Regions from separate parts of the Mus musculus genome. Here all the other regions are linked to region 3. A link is a contact called in public HiChIP or PLAC-seq data. All regions are on one chromosome and are shown on one strand. The core of a region is the stretch at or near the end of the contact, and the rest is flanking DNA. Distances in the headings are between cores, read along the strand shown.

Region 1 (3,210 bases), core at 30-2,529, 170 kb after region 3:
TATGAGTCCTATATTACTTATTTCTGTGGTGTCGAGCATCAAATCCATGGTGATGCACATGCTATAAGCCAGTGTACTGCCACAGCACAGCTTGATTGTATTCATTTACTAAAATCTATTTTTGATAAACATAAAAATTATAGAAATTAATGTGATGCCATGTAATGCTTCAAAAAATAAATATATCATAAAACCTTTAAAACAAGTTAGATACATCTCTCTCCATATAAATTTTTGTTTCTTTATGGTGAAAACATTTCAAATACTTAACTCTAGCTTTATTACAGCCACTCTACTGTGGAACAGACACCTCACACAATTTTTCTTACAGGTATTCTAAAATATGCCATTAAAGCTGTAATGTATTCCTACTAAGAAGGTCTATTTCTTTTACTTACTTTGAAGTGTTAGGGACCAACCCAGCGTCTCCAATTTTTGTTAAGTGTCATTGCCTAAGCTGGCCTCTATAATATTCTATATCAGCTTCCCAAGTAGCTATGATTTCAAGCATGTGATACTCCACATGGTTTATTTATTTATTCAGTTACTTATTTGTGTATTTTGAGGTGCTAAAGATCAAACACAAAGCCTTGCATAGAGTAGGCAGGTCCTCTATCAGCTGCTACACTCCAGCCTATGCAAAGTCTTTAAAATAGTATAGCCAGATGGAAAACAGCTTAGTCATTTCTTTTTGGTGGTGGTGGTGGTGGTGGTGGTGGTGGTGGTGGTGGTGGTGGTGGTGGTGTGTGTGTGTGTGGTTGGTTTGTTGGTTTGTTTGTTTGTACTGAGATATGGTTGCTCTGTGTAGCCTGGCTATCCTGAAACTTGCTCTGTAGACCAGGATGGCATCCAAATCAGAGGTCCATCTGCCTCTGCCTCCAGAGTGCTGGGATTAAAGGTGTGCACCACCATGCCCCGGCTGGTAATTTCTTATAAAACAATTTATGTATTTGGAATGCACCCTAGAAATCTGTGCCAAAGATCTGAACATTTATGTTCACACAAAAATCTATACTCTTGCCCCAGTACAGGGGAATGCCAGGGCCAGAAAGAGGGAGTGGGTGGGTTGGGGAGCAGGGTGGGGGGAATGTAGAGGGGACTTTCAGGATAGCATTTCAAATGTAAATGAAGAAAATATCTAATAAAAATTTTTTTAAATCTATACTCTTAAAAACCTCAAAAGAGAAATAACTCAAATGTCCTTCAGCCAGTGTGTTGTGGGGCTAATTATATTTGGTGTTAATTCCGTTCTCCAGTGAGGGACTGAGAACAAGGAATGAGTCAGCACTCAGGTGATTTCCTGTAAACCTGCTTCCCACCTTAATTTGTAAAATAAAGGAGAGCTGATGACTGGGCAGATAAAAGGGAAGGTGGAGCAGAAGGGAGGAAAAGGAAGGAGAAAATGGAAGAGGGAGATGACACAGAGGAGGAGGAAGCTGAAGAAAAGCGGAGCAGAAGCCTGGAGAAACGGCAAGTTCTTAGGGGTCTCATAAGATGTGCAAGATGGCAGTGTAGTGGTAGGCGCACAGCATGTAATCATATTAACTGTGTCCTGTTTTCATGCTGGGGCATATTTGGGAGTAGATTTACTGCAACAATACTTTATGTGATTTATAATATACAAGTTCATTTTTTTTTCTCCCTCTTTTCTCTTCTAGGCACACTGCTGCTGCCACCTGGGGGCTAGGAGCCCCTGTGTAGCCCTACCACAGCCATCCTTTTAAGTTCTATTTTCAATATTTTTGAAAAATAGCACTGGGTGGGGCCCTGGTTTCAATACTAATATTGCAAAATATAAAATAAAACAAATGAGTTCCAGTTTCAGCTTACAAATGAAAATAGCTGTTTAGAAAAAAACTTTTTGTACTCAAATCTTTCCTAACATATTTGTCTGCAGACTTACAGTGGATTTACAATGAGGTAACATTACAGTAACCCCACAAAAAACTAAAGATACAACAAAAATGTGTTAAATATACCTAACCTACCATCTGTCCCCACTTAGCAACACAGCACAGTGTGACATCTCAGTGATTCACCTTATAACCAGATGCTGACTGCAAGCCATGGATCGCTGCCACTGGGAGCATCACAAATGCAGAAAAGATCAAAATCCAAAGTATGTTCATACTGGTTTTGTACTATCCTAAGGCCAAAAAGTCAAAAATTAAAACATCCTAAGTTCAGCATATTCAAAATATGTCTTACATTTTTCAGGCTGGACATATGAATAACTTCCAAGATTTAGTAACTGACTTGTAAATGTTGATTGGAGTACTGTCTCACCAATCCACTGATCCTCATAAAGAACAACGTCTAAAAACAAAACAAAATGAAATCTGGTCACACCATAAACTCCTTTAGACTGTGGTTAACTTGTTAAACACATAGTAGCAATAGTAACCAATCATAGCAAGACATGATGCACACATCTCACATACCAGGCAACTAAAGTTGTTAGGCTGAAAGACCCACCCAAAGGCTCAAAACGATAAAACAGCAAGTTTAATTTCTTTTTTTTTTTTTTTTTTACTTTTTTTTTTATTTATTTATTATATGTAAGTACACTGTAGCTGTCTTCAGACACTCCAGAAGAGGGAGTCAGATCTCGTTAGGGATGGTTGTGAGCCACCATGTGGTTGCTGGGATTTGAACTCTGGACCTTCGAAAGAGCAGTCGGGTGCTCTTACCCGCTGAGCCATCTCACCAGCCCGCAAGTTTAATTTCTGACCCTAGACCTTAGCCTTCTGAGGCATGAGCAAGCCAGGCTTCACCTAGTCTAGGGCAAGAGGAGGAAGCCACATTCACATTGCTTTCAGCTAAGCTTGCCTTTCCCACCCCAAACCCCACTACTTTTTCCCAACATGCAGCATAGGAATGATATCATACCAGCACTAGTGAAATACTGAAGCACCCCCCTTTTCTATCCAGAGGAAATCAAACCCAACCCATTAAAATCATGAATATGAAGAACTACTTGGGTGGAACTTACAGCACATGAACATAGTGAAGCCTAGAAAATATGAACACTAGATGAACACTACTGAGAATTTGTGACAACAAGTTATACACATGGCAACCAAAGGAAAAAAAAGAACTACACTCTTCCATTGGGCTACCATCAATAACAATTGGCTTATGCAGTTTCAAAAGGTGCTGGACATGGAGAAGACCTGAATTCAGCACTATTGCATTGGGCCACAAGATAAG
Region 2 (3,435 bases), core at 137-2,636, 220 kb after region 3:
CACGTGTACAAAACATTTTAAGAACTAAGAATTTCTCTTTCATGCTTAGTAGATGAATAAAGTCATGTAAGAGATGAATAGTGTCACAAAGTCCAAGGGTTTACAAAATCGCCAAGGCACTCTGGGGTGATTTTACTAGTAATGTGGCACGTGATAGGTAGCTTGACTTAAAGGATGTTAGTGTGTGTGTGTGTGTGTGTTCAACTGGATTTTCTTGTAGCTTTGTTTGAGAAAAATGAGTATCTCATGTTGCCCAGGCTGGAATCAAACTCTATCCTCCTGCCCCCACCTCTCAGGTTCTGGGGTTCCCAGAGTGTAGCACTCAAGCCTGGCTACCATTGTGAAAATTATAACTTAGTAATCAGATCCTAGACCATTTAAATAATATGTGTATGTATATATATATGTATATATATGTGTGTATATATATGTGTGTGTGTATATACACACACACACACACACAGGATGTCACATTCCTTTAATCTAAGCACTCAGGCACTCAGACAAGGCCAGCCTGATCCATAAAGTGAGTCGCAGAAATTAAATATATATACTGAGACATTATATTTCTAGTTTACTTTAGGACGTGATTCCAAAAGAGGGGCACACACTCAGTCAATGGTGGAGTTACAACTATGTGCGGGTGTGCTGACTCAAGCCTGTAATCCTAGCACTCAGGGGAGTGGGCTGGGGGAGCAGAAGCAGGCAAGTTCCCATGAGTTCTGGGCAAGCCTGGGCTACAGGGGCCCTGACTTTTCAAAAAAAAAAAAAGGTAAAATAAAGTGGCACGCGAAAGAGTCAACAATGCTTTGCATAACTGTTTTACCTCAAAATCGCTGAAGTTGCCTACAACAAATTAAAACCTTGTGCAAAGTAAAGGCCTGTGGGGTCAGGGCCTCCCTCCTGTCCTGAGGCTTCTTGCTTTCCCGGTTCCTCAACAGTCGGATTCGGGATGAGTCGGGATTTGCCCCGCGCCTCTTCGGCTTCGGCGCGGCGTCACTCTCCGGCCGGCCGCGCAGCGGATCCGCACACCGTTCCGGCCCAAGGCGGAAAGGAGGGGCCTGGTGACTCATGCGGCCGGGGCTGCTGGCCAGCCAGCGAGGCCTCCCTGCAGTCCGCTTCCACCTCCCAGGCCGCCGCGCGTGCACACGGGACCGACCTTCCGGGCCGCGGCCGCGTCCGACCGCTCTCAGGAGCCCAGGCCTCCGGGCCGCAGCCCGCGCGCGTCCACGCTAGCCCCGCCCCCGCCCGCGAGCATGCGCACCAAGCCCATCTGCAAAGGCGCGCCCCCCGCCGCCGCAGCCGCACGCGCCGCCGCCTGGAGGCCGGGCAAGGCCGCGGCGGAGGCGAGGCCCAGCGCCCTGGGCGGCGCGCGGCCGCCGAAGTCCGTCCTCCCGGTGGGGCGACAAGCGGCGCAGGGGAGGGGACAGCCAGACAAGCAGGAAGCCGCGGCTTAAAAGGGCAGCTCGCGCCCAGCCCTTCCTCCCCGCGGTCCAGGCCTGCGAGCTCCGGTCTTTACAGCTCCCGCCGCACTCGCCTCAGCCCGCCGCCGCCGCCATGTACCGCCGTCTGGGCGAAGCGCTGCTGCTGTCCCGCGCCGGGCCCGCTGCCCTGGGCTCTGCGGCTGCAGACTCAGCCGCGCTGCTGGGCTGGGCCCGCGGACAGCCCTCCGCCGCCCCGCAACCCGGGCTCACGCCGGTCGCCCGGCGCCACTACAGCGAAGCGGCCGCCGACCGCGAAGACGACCCCAACTTCTTCAAGATGGTGGAGGGCTTCTTCGACCGCGGCGCCAGCATCGTAGAGGACAAGCTGGTGGAAGACCTGAAGACCCGGGAGAGCGAGGAGCAGAAGCGGAACCGGGTGCGCGGCATCCTGAGGATCATCAAGCCCTGCAACCATGTGTTGAGCCTCTCCTTCCCCATCCGGCGCGACGACGGCTCCTGGGAGGTCATCGAAGGCTACCGGGCCCAGCACAGCCAGCACCGCACGCCCTGCAAGGGAGGTGAGCGCCCTCCGGCCCCTTTCTGTCCTCCCTCCCCTCCAGACTCCCGTAGCCCGGGCCGCTACTCGGCCCAGCCCAGTTCTGCAGGCCGTGCCCCGCTTCGGGCTCCCCCGCCTCGGGTGTGGCAGCCTTAGAGGATACTGATTTTTTTTTTCCGCCCTAAAACTACCACGTAATATGCCAGCCTTTTTACTGGGCAAGTCTTCACCCCAAGCCTCTGCTTGTGTTGATGCTGACTTCACTGAGGACACTGTACAGCTTTTCTTTAGCCTCGGTGCCTGTCATGTCATAGACCGTGAACCCTTAACGCCAGCAGCCGACGATACAAGAACAGAGAAAAATTATCTTCTTTTTGGAGTTGGAATCTTGAAAGTTTGATTAACCAGCGCAGCTTACTAATCTTCTAAATTATTATAATTTTACACTGATGGCTTTTTGTGTTGTGCCTCTTTTCTCCCCTTGGAAAATGTAAAATATCGAGCAGAGTAAGGTCTCTGACAAACAGGGCGACCTGACATTAAATCTAAAGGGTGTAGACTACAGAACTGCCTGCCAGCCAATAGAATGAAATAGCCCTGGGGGTGTGTTCTTGTCCTGGCTAGTACCAGAATTGAGCCTAGGCAAAAGGTAGAGTCCTTAGGGAGTTGAATCAGTTAGATTTGGTAGTTACCAGGGTATCCTGTGGTTTAAACTTTTGGGATGTGTGTAGATTGGCTTACAGCCTTTTTTTAGGGAAGAAAAATACGTTTTTCATTTTCTCTCCACTACAGTACACAATCATACAGCGTTAAAGGTGCTTTAAAAAAAAAAAAGACTATTAAAAGAAAAACCACCTTTTTTCTGTTGCTTAAACTTAATGTATTGAGTAGGAGTCTTGATGGAGGTTGAATTGGCAAGTGAGCAGAGGTTAGACTAGAACAGTGATTCATTTCATTGCAACTTCATAACTGTAATTTTGCTACTGTTAGGAGTAGTTATGTAAATATCTAATAGGCAGGATATTTGATATGCAACCCCTTCAGGGGTTACGGGGGACCCACAGGTTGAGAATTGCAGGACTAGACCTTTGTCTGCCTCGGTTCTGTCCAGTAGTCTTTTTACTACCAGCTGACTAAAAACTATAGAAATGTTTCTGCACTGGAAAAACTGGGGCTGTGATGGTGTTCCCAGTGGTGGAACAAAGGTTGTGGCAAAAGGTTTAATGATTTACCAAATTCGCATTGAGTCTACCCAAGTCTAGGATCTCCCTTTGGAGCCTAATTGTCCCTTAGCCCTGTAGTTCCCTCTGCTAGAAGCCATTGGAACCACTTTGACCTCTGATTTCCCATGCAGCTCAAAATTATATAAAAGGGGTAGTCATTCTCCTACACCTCACCTTCCTCTTTCTTCCTTCCCTCCCTCCCTCCCTCCCTCCCTCCCTCCCTCCCTCCCTC
Region 3 (3,343 bases), core at 286-2,785:
GCTGGGACCGTCTTCCTTTCGCTGCATTGCACTGCACTGTTGCTCAATGGATCTCCAGGTTCCCTGCAGCTCTGCTCAGTAGCTGCCTTCCCAGGGCATGGCTACCTTCCTCCTCTCTGCTTGCCAGCCCAGATCCATCCCTACCCATCCCTGCCCACGCCACAAGAAAGAGATGACAACTCTGTTTGTAGAACAAAGAACACTGGAGTCAGGGGTGGGAACTTTGAACATTTCACATCACGGGACCATTCATAAAAGGCTGTTCTGCAACCTCGGTGGCCCCACAATGGGGTCTGAGCTGGATCATGAGATGCTTGACTCCTCTGCAGGGCATATGAGACAGCTTTCTCTCCTGGTTCTGAAATGGACTCCTGGCATCATGCAGAGTGACATGGACCGGGAAACTGCCTATGGCTTCTTCATGCTGGGTAGCCTGTACATAATGTAGGGTCGAGCCTCGTGTGTAGACTGCTGGGGACCCAGGCAACTGTGGCTTGCAGGTCCTGCTGCTGGTATGAGGGCAGTGTTGGCTTCCAGCTTGTTCTGGGCTTGTGCTATAGGCCTCTACATGGACCAGTTAAAACTGGACTGGACATGGAATTGGTGCCTGAGGCAGCCAGTACAGAAGGCCCTAATGAAGCAAGGCTGTCAGGACTGGCTGGGGCTGAAGACTGGGACATTAAAACCTGACCCTTCAGAAAGAAAAAGAAACATTCTGCAAGGTTTCCTTGGATTTAAAAGTCATCATGAGGGCTGAGAGCTTTAGGAGCCTTCCTGGAACTGGGTGATGCTCCCAGAGGCAGCAGCCTCACACTGAAAGGTAGCTAGCTAGGAGCTAGCTTAGTTAAGGGATCCTATAAGAAGAGTTGTGCTGAGGGAGAGTTGAAGAAAAGTAGGAAATTCCCAAAATTGAGCTTCTTGGAAGCTAGTTGGGAATAGTACTCCTGCCCCTTGGCAACTAGCATCTCCTACCCCGCCCCTCCCCATGGGAGGCAGCAGCCTCTCACCCCATGAGAGTTGGTACACAGTCACTCTGTTGTCACAACAACTGTCATTTAAGCAAATAATCTAGGTGCTTGCGAATGGTTCCCTCTAGCACAGGAACTCATACCTGCTTCCTAAGACTGTGATCATGACCCAAGGATCCGTCGTTACAAGATGGTTAAAGAGGAATTTAGACACAGTGCACCCCAGGGAATAGGGGTGGCTGTTTCTGTGTCCTTTGCTGAACTCATTGTGCTGCTAAGTATGCAAAGATGGCAGTAAGCAGAAGGGCTGCGCGCTGCCGGTCCCTTCTCTCTGTGATTGAGGTCTAGCCAACCTCAAGAAGCTATAGCCATGTTTACTTTCAAACGCTACCTCAGAGTTTCCAAGCTATGTGACAGCCACAGCCCAAACATTCTCAGGGCAGGCCCGGGCAGTGTCTGGGTGGGGTCTGGGAGTCACAGGAGGGGCCCAGAGCCAAGCGGAGCCTGAGGTGGAGGGAGGGAGGGCTGGGTGGGGCTGGACCTGTGTACACAACCACACCTACTATCGGGGAGTAGCTGTGTCCAGTCACTGAGCAGAGGCCAACTAGTGTTTCTTCATCTCCCTGGGAAAAGCAGCAGACAGGATGGCCTGGTGGAAAGCCTGGGTAAGTTGAAATGGTCTGGGGAGATGGGTCCCTAGTCCTTGTTGGGAGTGTGGAGGACACAAAAAGTAAAGCTGAACCTGCGAGGCCAAGTCCCGGTGAGGAAACTGGGAGAAAAACCCTGTCCACGCTTAGAAAAGTTAAGGTTTGAAAGGTAAGACAGTTAAAAATAAAACAAGAACATTTTTTTTTTTAATTTTTAACTGCAAAGAGAAAGCTAAAGGATTCGAGTGTCCAGAGGGAGACTTCTGTAGGGGAAAAGCTACTTTAGTGCCTCTGTGGATATGTGCAATGTGTGAGTTTGTGCTTGGAGAGACTCTAGCAGGCTGCTCCTTGCAGAAGTAGCAGTGTGTGAAAGGCGCTAGGGGGCCCAGGAAGTTGACTTTGGAAAACATTGCCCTGTTTGAGCATTTGAATGTTCAGATGGGTTGGATCTAGGTCTGGAGAGGATCCCGGATGGAAGGAACATCGAGGGACTTGAATGACAGGCTAAGGGGTTGGAGCTCGACTTCCAAACAGTACGGAGCCACCTCTACCCACATGTACAGCCGAAACACCTCATGGGCAGGCACACGGCTACATGTGCTATGCACCTTCCTCGTCCCAGCTGGGGCACTCAAAGAGGGAAAAGCTGAGGTTCTGGGACACCAGGTAGCTTGCTCAGGTCCCTCGGACAGCTTAGACTAGAGAAAGCCCAAAGTCTCTGCACAGTCTCCGGGCTCCTTATAGGCAGAAGATCCAAGTTGGCCCAGCTTCAGGAAAATCTTTGTTGCTGTGCCACCACCCAGAGAGAAGCTGTAGGTGTAGATGCCCCGGGAAGGGGGGGGGGGCGTCTCTGGACAGATAGGACAGACTAGAAGGCAGGAAGAGATGAGCTATCATCCTGACCCTCAGGAGAAAGCAGCCCGAGCAGTGGCTGTGCATAGCTTCACAGCAGCTGCTGGCAATACGCCTTGTGCAGGTGCACACAGCAGGGCTCTGAGTGTTGGGCAGTTCCTGCAGTCAGATGCTGGCCAAAATAGCCTGATTCTAGGCCCTGCACTCCATAGGGCAGGGGCAGGGGCCATCCTCTTGGGGACCTGATTGGATTGGTTGGTACTCTCAGAACCTTCTGTATGGATGGGGACACTCCTGTCGGCATCTCTCACCACTGTCACTGGAACCTCACAGCAAGTCTGTAGGATGGGTGGCTTTACACACAAGGGTGGAAATGGAGACTCCAGTACCACAGCTGCCACACTAGTAAGGGTTTAGGTCTGGGCAGCCTGGGTCCGGATGCACTCAGTCATCCAGCATCTCTGACCCTTGGGAGAGCAGACTCAGGGCAGCAAGGCTTCTGTATCTGTCCAGGCTGCCAGTGAGGACCAAATGTCCCCTGAGTACAAAGTTGGATTAAATACAGGACTGGAGAGGTCAAAAGAGTGACAGAGAGTGCCTGTCTTCAAAACAGGTTCCCCCTTTGTGGTGAAGAGATCAGACAAAAGTATGCCAGATCCTGCATGCCCATGACAGACGGTGTTCTAGACATAGCATCCAAAATTGCCTGAATTGCCTTTTTCCTGGGTGTGTGATGGTCTGGAATCACTGGCCTCAGGGTAGCTCCATCAGAAGCCTGAGGCTGACATGGAAGCTGGGATAGATGCCTCCTAATCTCCACTCTAGGCAGTGTCCCATCCTTGGCACCCAGAACGCTGATCTCTTTCTATAGAACCT

The links. HiChIP or PLAC-seq counts read pairs in DNA pulled down with a chosen protein or histone mark.
Region 1: a contact with region 3 is called in an H3K27ac HiChIP or PLAC-seq map of embryonic stem cells, with 5 read pairs. The contact joins the enhancer-like site here to the promoter of Anxa8 in region 3. A contact is called at or near these places in 3 of 39 promoter capture datasets (frontonasal cranial neural crest, hippocampal neurons and neural stem cells), 2 of 115 datasets of contacts at active chromatin or transcription factors (both in embryonic stem cells) and 4 of 9 other capture datasets (adipose tissue, embryonic stem cells, liver and 1 more).
Region 2: a contact with region 3 is called in an H3K27ac HiChIP or PLAC-seq map of epiblast stem cells, with 3 times the contacts expected there. The contact joins the promoter of Glud1 here to the promoter of Anxa8 in region 3. A contact is called at or near these places in 6 of 39 promoter capture datasets (the 3T3-L1 cell line, 3T3-L1-derived adipocytes, cranial neural crest and 2 more), 1 of 484 Hi-C or Micro-C datasets (cerebellar granule neurons), 7 of 115 datasets of contacts at active chromatin or transcription factors (VIP interneurons, embryonic stem cells, epiblast stem cells and 3 more) and 1 of 9 other capture datasets (pancreatic islet).

Annotation. Positions count from the first base shown.
Region 1 is chr14:34,257,417-34,260,626 of GRCm38.p6, forward strand. Shld2 (shieldin complex subunit 2) reads right to left here. Exons shown (of 10, transcript NM_001360074.1): 4 at 2,209-2,316. It also overlaps the pseudogene Gm18813. Among named protein-coding and RNA genes, the nearest start is that of Syt15, 39 kb to the left of the region's middle. Within about 2 kb of position 1,280, at least 7 of the 459 cell types and tissues checked have an H3K27ac peak or open chromatin away from gene starts, as enhancers often do. A contact at or near this core is called in embryonic stem cells, where this site is marked.
Region 2 is chr14:34,309,341-34,312,775 of GRCm38.p6, forward strand. It overlaps Glud1 (glutamate dehydrogenase 1), which reads left to right and starts at 1,387. Exons shown (of 13, transcript NM_008133.4): 1 at 1,387-2,002. The coding sequence starts at 1,558. It overlaps Shld2 (shieldin complex subunit 2), which reads right to left and starts at 1,177. Exons shown (of 10, transcript NM_001360074.1): 1 at 827-1,177.
Region 3 is chr14:34,084,444-34,087,786 of GRCm38.p6, forward strand. It overlaps Anxa8 (annexin A8), which reads left to right and starts at 1,536. Exons shown (of 12, transcript NM_013473.4): 1 at 1,536-1,633. The coding sequence starts at 1,613. All of the region lies in intron 1 of A630023A22Rik (RIKEN cDNA A630023A22 gene), which reads right to left.